2 separate regions of the Mus musculus genome follow, and region 2 is linked to region 1. The links are chromatin contacts, called in public Hi-C maps. All regions are on one chromosome and are shown on one strand. The core of a region is the stretch at or near the end of the contact, and the rest is flanking DNA. Distances in the headings are between cores, read along the strand shown. Region 1 overlaps Adk (adenosine kinase). Region 2 overlaps Adk (adenosine kinase).

Evidence for each region. Hi-C and Micro-C count contacts between places; a contact is called where the count stands out from the background.
Region 2: a Hi-C map of the N1E-115 cell line shows a contact between it and region 1, with 4 times the contacts expected there. The contact joins two enhancer-like sites. A contact is called at or near these places in 1 of 484 Hi-C or Micro-C datasets (the N1E-115 cell line) and 2 of 115 datasets of contacts at active chromatin or transcription factors (astrocytes and embryonic basal ganglia).

What each region holds. Positions count from the first base shown.
Region 1 is chr14:21,250,235-21,255,379 of GRCm38.p6, reverse strand. All of the region lies in intron 6 of Adk (adenosine kinase), which reads right to left. Among named protein-coding and RNA genes, the nearest start is that of Gm52152, 170 kb to the left of the region's middle. Within about 2 kb of position 2,934, at least 99 of the 459 cell types and tissues checked have an H3K27ac peak or open chromatin away from gene starts, as enhancers often do. A contact at or near this core is called in the N1E-115 cell line, where this site is marked.
Region 2 is chr14:21,438,337-21,443,481 of GRCm38.p6, reverse strand. All of the region lies in intron 10 of Adk (adenosine kinase), which reads right to left. Among named protein-coding and RNA genes, the nearest start is that of Gm52152, 22 kb to the right of the region's middle. Within about 2 kb of position 2,746, at least 46 of the 459 cell types and tissues checked have an H3K27ac peak or open chromatin away from gene starts, as enhancers often do. A contact at or near this core is called in the N1E-115 cell line, where this site is marked.

The DNA of each region.
Region 1 (5,145 bases), core at 1,685-4,184:
GCCCCAGTACAGGGGAATGCCAGGGTCAACAAGTGGGATTGGGGTTAGGGAAGCAGGGCAGGGGGAGGGTATAGGGAACCTTCGGGATAGCATTTGAAATGTATATAAAGAAAATATCTAATTAAAAAAAGAAAGAAAAGCAAAGCAAACAATGAAATGGATAAGCATTGTTTTTCTTTTAAGATTTAAATTAGAGTAGTTTATTTACCAAACCAATAAGACCACATGGTACTGTGTTGTAGTTCATCACAGTTCTGACTTTCAATCATATAAAGGTAAATGGGGGTCCGTCATTTACTAAAGAGTAGAAATTTCTTTTTAGTTTAGGCTAATGAAAATGTGTATCCCTTACTATTGTGTGAGAAATAAATGGGATTTATAAATTAAAAAAAAAGTAAAAGAAAATAAAGTTCTGCTATACATGCTCAAAAAACAAACAAACAAAATACAAAAAGACTCTCTGCTGAGTAAAACTTAAAATTCTAAGATAGATATTCCTTATGTGGTAGACAGAGGAAAATTACTGTTTAAAAAGCTAATTAGCATTTAGGGTTTATAAAAATAAGTGTGTAGTCTCAGGTGCAAGGACAGGCACAGAAAACCCGGAGTTAGCCGCTGCTCTTCAGTGATCTTCCATTCCCCGCAGCAGGACAACAATTTCGACATTGTTGAGCAGCAGTAGAGTTGGATCCCAACACCAGCAACTAGGTTTTTGCAACTACTTTTTCCAGGGCAAAAACCACAAACTTTGCTTTAAAAAAAAATCAGGGATTAGATTATTTTTTTTGTTTTTTAGAGGGAATACTAAAAATGAAACCATACTATGGTGACAAAAAATAGACAACCACCTTAGACACTACTCAACTCGGCTCCAGTGATTTTGTGGACATTAGTTCCTAACAGATGAGTCCCAATAGCAGCAGCTCATTTTCACACATCTTGTGTACTCAGTGTCTGAAGGACAGTTCCTCAACTAGACTGACAGATACAAGGCACAGCATTCATGCTGCCGGCTTGCACTACCGCCCGCACCCTTTCCATACATGACCAGTGCACACAGTTGTCGTTTTATTTACATTTAGTAGTGTGTTAAGTTTATGTGCTTCACAGAAAATCTCAGAGTCATGTCCCAAAGGCAGAATCATTTGGGTGATGTGATTAATTATGTGCCTCTAAGAGGTATAATCCTCTATCATAATCAGCCAGTATCATAATCAGCTGAGGACTTTCAGGTTTTTAGCTTCTCCCCCTGGTGGTAGTATCTAGGTTCGTATCTATTTAAAAAACAAAAACAACAAACCATGCTGCAAGGTTTACAGCCACTACATTCAAATATTGGGAGGCAATTTGGGGATAAAGTAGATTTAAATGAAATAGAAGCAAATCTCAGAACTCTTCTAATGTTAGCACTCACCTCCTATGCCTAGCTAGTGATCTCTCTTCCCCCCTCTCCTCTCCTCTCCTCTCCTCTCCTCTCCTCTCCTCTCCTCTCCTCTCCTCTCCTCTCCTCTCCTCTCTTCTCTCCTCTTTTTCCCACAATGCAATTACAGCCATTACATCATTGTAAATTACATGCTGGGGTTATCTCAGTAGGTATCTGCCAAATGTAAAACTTACAGAAGGTCTTCAATGTAATAATGATGTTTTATCATTTTAATTACAAACTCTTTAAAAAACTCCCTAAAGTGTACCAATTGGGGTGGTCTAAATTAACAATATCTTGGTAGCCCAAGGGTAGCAAAAATAGATTGAACTACCAAATTTCATCATCCTTATAGCAGCTGTCTTCCTGCCTCTAGGAAGCTGAGTATTTAACAAAGCAGACAGCTTGGCACTGGCGTCTGATTAGCAGCGTGTGCATTGTCAGACAGAATGTGCTTGGCTCTTCTGTTCCAGGGTTGGATTAGAAGCCTGCAGAGCACTGGGACTTTATTCTTCAGGCTTCTCAGAAGTAAATAAGTTCTGCGTCGTCTTCCTCTGTTGCTACACCTGGCAAACTGATTAGGTGCCTTCTTAGTAATGTGCGCTATCAAATGCTAGACAATTTAAATAAAGGCTTTCAAGGATAGTATCACAAAGGATGAAATTTGTCAATTTAAAAATTACTATGGTTAAGCATAATATGTATAAAAATTATTTCTCGAAATAAAGTGCTTTGAATTATGTTGAACCTAAATATTAAAATATTGCTTGTGGGGGAGGAAGGGTGGTCATTTTAGAGTATATAAAAATAAAATTATATTCTTAAAATATTAAATATAAAAGATTTTTTTCCCTGAACTCACATGAAGCATGCTAGAAATAAAACACTGCTTTACAAGAATAATATTATTTTGCTGCAGGGTACAAAACATTAAATTATAAAAGGGTGACTCTCATTACCTTTTCACCAGAAATTTCTTTGAAAATTTATTACAAATGATTGTGCTTATTGGCAGAGTTCAAAATCAGCAGAGTCCACGCAAACAATCTACTTCAGTGCGAGGTACATTCTTTTACTCTATCGGATCCGTCGGAGGTAATCAGACTGGATGTTTTATTCAACAGGGCTGAAGAAAATTGTTCTACAATAGGTTAATTCAAAATGGCAGCATAGAAAATGCATCTGTCAGTGGGGATCAAATTACAGGGCAAGCTCCTCTCAATGCTTAGAAAAACAAGTCTGCAGTTCTACAGATTATGTGCCTGTGTGTGTTTAAAGGGGTGGGAAAGGAGCTAAATATCCGAGCTAACCTCCAATTAAAGTCAATCATAAAAACAGCCAATTTAATGAGTGCAGATTTCTTTGGGTAATTATAACACCAACCACTTTTTTCTCTTTTAGATCTGTAATTCTGCCTTCTTGTTATTGCTTGCTTTGTCACTAATCGCCTCAGGACCTTGATTTCCTAGCAACAGACTGCCACCAAACACTTGGCTCCTGTTCAACATTTTCTTTGTGAAAAATGGCACTGCTGTTGCCGCCTGGGCTGCTGCAGCTAGACTGGCTGTGTAAGTGCTCTAATAATGTATTCCACTGGAAAAAAAAATCACATGATACAGGGTGCGAGGACTGAGCTCAGTTAATTACTGAGCTGGGAAGTTTATCTACAATCTAAAAGCTGTGCTGGGGGAGGGGGCTACAGGATTAAAAAAATGCATTCCTTCCATTATTAATAATTTGAAGGTAAGAATTTGCAAAGAAATATTCTATTTTGAGGTATATAAGTTTATTAAGGATTAGATACAAAAGGCCAATGTCCTTAAAATGTTGCTTGATGATTTCTTTCTCTACAACATGGCCCCAAACACACAAAAGAATCACAGAACAGTTTGCTGCAATTTAAGAGAGCAAATTAACCTATGTATCTGTCAGCTGTGTCTTTCCTACTTAAGGCAAAATCATTTGTATATGTAAATATGCTGTATGGGATGGTAAGAGGTTTTCATTCACAGCGTGAACAGTACATACTGAGAAAACTGAACATTCAAAATATTGTGTTTTGGTATATTGTACACTTAAGTAAATATTTAATAACCCATGATAAGAGTAAAGATGCTTATCATTACTTGTGAAACGATTCAATTGGGACTGAAGAAAATCAGACCTTGTGATTAGAAACCCTGTGATAAGGTAACATAATGTGATTTTTTTTTTTAACTGGGTAGATTTATTAAGATTTTTCATGTCTTCGAAATACTGCCACCCCTGGTAATGATAGTTATGGAAATTAACATGGCATGTCAGCTATGGTTCACTGAAGCCTGGCTCTAACTCTCAGAAATGCGGCTTTATAAGACTGGCATGTTTCAGGACTGCTGTCACGATATGATAATTTAATATACCCAAGAGTGCACTAAGTATTATGGAAGCATCTGTGAAACTAATAAGCCAGTGGCCATACTGATTCTCACCAGTGTCTACAGACTGTGTAACAAACTTACTACAAAGTAGTCGCAATTCAGCTCAGCTGAGGGAGGGAAAAGGCTAGAGGGTACCTTAAAACCATCACGATCACTAACCTTGACAGATGAAATAAAATGAAATTACAGAAGCTCTTTAGCAGAGCACTAAGCATTAAAAAGCCACTGATTATATCCAAGAGTAAAAATATGTACATGCCTTTAAAAAGTGAATAAATAAGGCATTTGACTTTAAAGAATCTGCTTATTGTTGATAATAAGCCACATTGTTTCAACTGAGTCTGAGCCAATAGTATATTTTTACAAAATATAATTCTTGGTTGACTTAACAAAGGAAACACAATCGCCCATCAGTTTTAGAAAATATTGATAATTACTATACAACCATATCAAAATATCTGCGGACTGCAGTAAAGCTGGTTGATGTTTACAGGTAAAACATTTAAAAGTCTATATTTAGCTTATTACGTATTCCAAATTAAAGACACACTAAACCTAGAAGCCACACAAAATGTGAAAAACATATCTGAGGCCTTAAAGAGGGCTATATGGTGTTTGCTACCTTGAATATATATATATCAGTCTGAAAAATATAACTAAAATCATTGGAGGATTATTCTCCTTGATATTTAACTGCAAATTCTGACTTATCATTTAAAAATGGGCTGGATTCTTCACAGAGTTAATTAAAACAGAAGTTAATACTTTAAAAGATGAAGTCATTTAAAGGCTGACGAGGAGGCTGGGTGGAGTGTAATGTGGGAATCAGGTGGTATAGGAGAAGTGGAGTCATAGAGAAAAGCAGTCAAGGGTGGTTGTCAGAAGCACTGGTACAAGACAAGAAGAGCAGAAGTTGGAAGAGAAGCCTCCTGTCTTTCAGAAATCTTCAATGATTTAGAATTGTCGATAACTTTAGTGACAGTAGAGCAATATTAGTGAAAAGGAGATTATGAGTAAGTTAAACTCTAGAGCTTTAAGGATCTGTAAGCAAGGAGGCCAAACAATGAAACACAATGGTGCAGTCAAGCTCCTGGGCTCAGAGGATAACTCTCTACACAGACGAGATACCCAAGTTGTTCTGAGAATAATTGATGGGATATATAAATACATGTGAAAACAGGTCTCCCAGGGTAAAGACTGGAAGGAAAAGGGGGGGGGGTCACTTTGCACCATCCTACCCCCCAAATACAAAAACCACCCCCTGAAATCCCATTTATTGCATTTTTACACAAATCAGAAAAA
Region 2 (5,145 bases), core at 1,497-3,996, 190 kb before region 1:
CATCAGCAAGACGATCTGCACGGAGCCAGGGCAAGGGTGTGCATCCTCCAGACCTTGAGCACTCTGGCTTAGGGAATGTTAAGGAGGCTTCAGTTATTATCATTGCTTGAGTGTATGACCTGTGCGGGCACACGGGGGCCTCTGAGGACAACCTGTGGAGTTGGTTCTTTCCTTCCATCTTTGAGTTTAGGGACTGAGTGCAAGTTGTCAGGCTTGCTAAGCAAGTGCCTTGACCCAGTGAACCATCTTACCAGCCCTCGGAATGTAAAATGATAAGACCACTTTGGAAATTCATCAGTGCCTGAAAAAGTTAACTTTGGGGCTGGAGAGATGGATGGCGTAGTGGTTAAAAATGCAAGTTTTCTGTTCTTCCAGAAGACCATGGTTCCATTCCCAGCACCCACATGGCAACTTGTAACTGTTTGTTAACTCTAGCTCCAAGGGCTCCAATGCCCTCTTCTGGCCTTCTAGGGCACTAAGCACATGTGTGGTGCACAGACATAGGTGCCGGCAAGCACTCATACATACAAAATAGAAACAAATATTGTCTGAAAACGTTAAATTTACCTACTCTATGCCTCAGTCATCCTATCTCCAGATGTTTGCTCAGGGTAAATGAATGCAGATGCGCCTGGACTTGTAAATGAGTGCTCACAGCAGCCTTGCTGTGTCTGACAGTTTCCAGGGGAGGAAATCCGAATGTCTGAGTGGGGGCAGGAAAGAGTTCTGGACAGGCATGGGATGGTGGGTGTGCCCACAGTGAAGGGCACACTGCATGTCAAAGTTTATAAAACAGAACTTTAACACAGAAGAAAGGAGAGAAAGGACAGGACGGGAAGGAAGGACAGGAAAGAAGGGAAGGGATGGGAAGGGGTGGGGAGGGGAGGGGAGAGGAGGGGAGGAAAGGGGAGGGAAGGGGGGAGGGAGGGAAGGAAGGAAGGAAGGAAGGAAGGAAGGAAGGAAGGAAGGAAGGAAGGAAGGAAGGAAAAAGGTGTAGTCACTAATAAGATAGATCAAAACCAGAAAAACCTGTGCTACTGCCTCTGGGGAACCTGAGCTGTCTCTGAGCTCAAATATTCAGGACAGGATAATGAGAAACTGTTGTGCTAGTGGACTTCCGGCCTTCCCTGAGGCCCAGGCAGCCTAGGGTGCAGGGTGGAGCTGGAGGTTAATGTGAAGCTGGGCTACCACGGCCTGCAGAGAGCACACCAGATTGATGCCCTTCCTCTTTTCCCTGGCCAGGCCTGGGAAATGCTCCGTAGGTGATAAAATGTTTGCCCAATTACAGAAGAGAATTAATTTGGCTAATAGAATGATGCCTTTGGAAGAATGTGAACTCATTCTCTCAAGAGTATTTTTTTTCACGGTTTACAGGTAACAGGCAAAGGTCAGTATAAACTTTCTGCCAAACTCTGAGACTGAAATGTTCAGCCCACACAGCGAATGGGGCAGACGCCAGGTTCAGAGTGCGATCAGCTTACAATGGAAACACATCTATTAGAACCCTTATGAGCAACATCTGTTTTCCTCATTCTTCCTGCCATGATCTTTGTGAGAAAAGCTCATGTTGTGGAACATTCTGTGAGGCTAAGTGCTGGCACCCTCCTTCTGAGAGGAGAGCCAGCTGACGGATGCGTGGCTGTGCACTGAAGTCCCATTTACTCTGACAAGGAAAACCTGGATGCCAACAAAAGCGAAGACCTTTGGACCCTGCAGAGTCTCAGCTTTTCAATAATCTATTCTTAAAACCTAGCAAAGATGAACTACAGATAGTGCATAATCAATTAGAGGTGGGGCCTTCACGAAGTAGTCTTTATTAATCATAAAGAATGTATAAATTTACCTAATGTTCATATTTATATTTAAAAATGAGAGGGAATTCCTTTATAATGTGAATGAATTAACAGCCTAAGCGCCCCCCTCCCAGCCCTCAGATTGGGCCTTACTGTGTAGCTCTGGCTGGTTTGGAACAACCTATGTAGAGCAGGCTGGCCTCCAACTCAGTGTGATCCACTTACTTCTGCCTCCCTAGCGCTGGGATTGAAGGCATGTGCACCATACCAAGCTTCTAAGATGCCTGCACCTTGAAAAATATATGTAACATAAAACTGACTACTTTACAAATATATTTTTTTACATTAAGTGTGTTGTGCCATGGCGAGTATGTGGAGGTTAGAGGACAATTTGCTGGAGTCAGTTCTCCCCTTGGACCATATGGATCTGGGTATTGAACTCAGAGGCCCCACGGCAGGCACCTTTACACAGTGAGCCACTTTGTCAGCCCCATTCACTTATTTCTTCTTTTGGAAAATTTATTTTTATGTGTACCGTGTTATTGCCCGTGTGTATAGTTATTTGCCATGTGCCTGGTGCCCTTGGAGGCCGGAAGAGGGAATCAGATCCCCTGGTCCAGGAATCATGGAGGGTTGTGAAGTGCCATCAAACTTGGGTCCTATGCAAGAGTGTCCAGTGCTCTTAACCAGTGACTTATCACTGCAGCCCCATTTACCACCTCTTACTGGCTTGGTCATATTGAGTAGCATAGACCATGGCTTGCGTACTCATTTACCTACAGGCTGAAGAGCATGCTGGTTGCTTCTTAGTCTTGTCATTTATGGGTAAAACTGCTATACACATTTGTGTACAGGTTTTTGTGCAGACATAAGTTTTCAGCTCATTTGGGCAGCCAAGGAACACAATTGCTGGATCATATGGTAAGCATATGTGTAGTGTGTAAGGAACTGCCAGACTGTATTCCCAAGTGGCCATCCTAGTTTTCATTTTCACCAGCAGTGAATCAGAGTTTCTGGGGCTGCACATCTTTGCCATGTATGACACACACACAAACTCAAGATGCTGGTGAAACGAGATGAGAAATGTCTTCCTCTCTGTTTTAGACAGTATCTCACATGGCCCTAGTTGGTCCTAGGTATGTTCTGTCTCTGTCTCTCTCTGTATCTCTGTCTCTCTGTCTGTCTCTGTCTGTGTGACTCTGACTCTCCCTCTCTCTGTCTCTCTCTGTCTGTCTATCTGTCTGTGTGTCTCTGCCTCTCTCTGTCTCTTTCTGTCTCTGTCTGTCTGTCTGTGTGACTCTGTCTGTCTGTCTCTGGCTGAGATAGCTTTGGATCCCTGGTCTTCCCAAGGGCTTACAGGTGCCTGCCTCCTCATCTGGCTGATTTTCCCTTTATTATTGTTTTTAATGTTGATTCAGGCCTAGTGGTGCTGGCTTGTGATCCTAGTCACCAGAAGACTGAGGCAGGGACAAGTCTACCTTAGAAGACATAGTAAGATCCTGTCTCAACTACCACAACCAAACAAGCCCTCTCCCCCATGTTTACTTAAAGAGAAACTCTTCCAAACAGCAGAGAGTGCAGGGCCTCTGCACTGTACCCAACCCCAGCGGCTCCTCAACCTTCTCAGCATCCTCTCAGCTGCAGGCTCGGTAGCTTCAGAAGGTCACATGACTCAACCCCAGCTCTGCAGCTGTTGGCTGTGGCTTTGGTTTCAGTCCTCTGGACAGGTCCAACGATCTAATTAATCCTTTGCTTTCCTGACTGCTCTGATGTGGTGATTTCCTCACTGCCTCTGTCCCTGGCCTCACTCCAGCTTGTTCACTGAAGTTATCGATGCTCTTTATATGTAAGTAATATCAAACTTCACATTGTACAGTAGTGACAAGTTAATTACATAGTTATTAAGAGATAATGTGGGAGCAGTAACACAAGTTATCATGTAATTACCTTTGTTCTTAAAGGCATCACCATGCAATTAAAGCAAACCCGATACGATATTTTAGCAAGCAATAGCCTGTCTACATGTGCGCACACACACATTGCTCTCTGTCATTTCCAGGTCAATTTAGTCTTTTGCTTTTAAAAAAAGACACCTGCCCTTTAGAAGCTGGGTGTGGTAGCTGAGTGTTACATAGTGAACTCCAGGCTGGTCTGGGCTACTGAGTTTCCCTGATTTTCCTTTGTATCTGGTTGTGGGTGTCCCTGATCACAGAGTTCTGGTGTTAGAATTAAAGGTACACAATACTATGCCTGGGGAACTTGCTTTAAAACAAACAAACAAACAAACAAACACAAAGATGCCTGCCATTTAGTGTCAACTTTGGTGCATACTCCCGCCTGCTTAACCTTCTCATCTCCTGCACCAGTAGACACCAGACCCAAGATGCCATATAGCAGGAGAGACTGTAACTCAAAGGCTCTAGTTTTGCAAAGGTTGTATATCTGGATATCTAGGTACTGGGCTACATACCAAAGAATTCAAAGATAGATAATATAGAGTGTCTTAGATTATTCTGCTTCAGGAGAAAAAAAAATCTGTATCCGAAGAAATCAAGAAATGATTCCTGGAGGAGGTGTCATGAACAGAGCCTTGGTGGGTGCTGTGAGAGATGGACATTATATACAGAAGAAAATAGGGAAGCATTAGAGCAAAGTCCATGTTGGAGAACAATATAAGATCAGTGGTATTGAAGGCACGGCAAGCCAAGCAACAAGGAGAGCATTTGAAGGTTTGTGCTGTGATATGGTCTCATACTGCTGCGCTCTGATTATAGGACCTCCAGTTAGGCGATTTTGGCAGAAGTAAAGAGAAAATGTTACCAGAGAGATTCAGCAGAGGCCCCTGGAGCATCCTAGGATGCTTCTTAGAGCGCTGTGCTTGGAACAGTGGCTTCTGTATCACACATGCCCACCACAGACCTACTCTGAGTTCCCGTTTATAGTTCAATTGTGCAAAGTATTTAAGGCCAGAAAGAAGAGCGGTATACACAGAGCTTGCAGCTAAGATTAGGGGAAGAGACAGGGAAGAAGGTCACAGAGTTCTATTAGACCATTGTGTCAAACCAATATGGAGCCACTGTCCATAGAACCATGAGAGAAACAACTGAATTTCTCTCTAAACTTATTATTTTGGCTATAAGAAAATGGAGTGGAGTATAGGACAGAGTGAATGTGGATCAGTTAGGAAGCAGCAGTCAGGGAAAACACGGATCATCTTGTAGGGAATACTTGAAAGCCATCTAGAAGAGAAAGCATGATAAAGTATGCAAATAGATCTATTTATAGAGCCTTCCTTCGCAGCACCACTACTGGAGGTCAGTGAAAAGTTCTCTGCAGGCCAATCAACTTCATC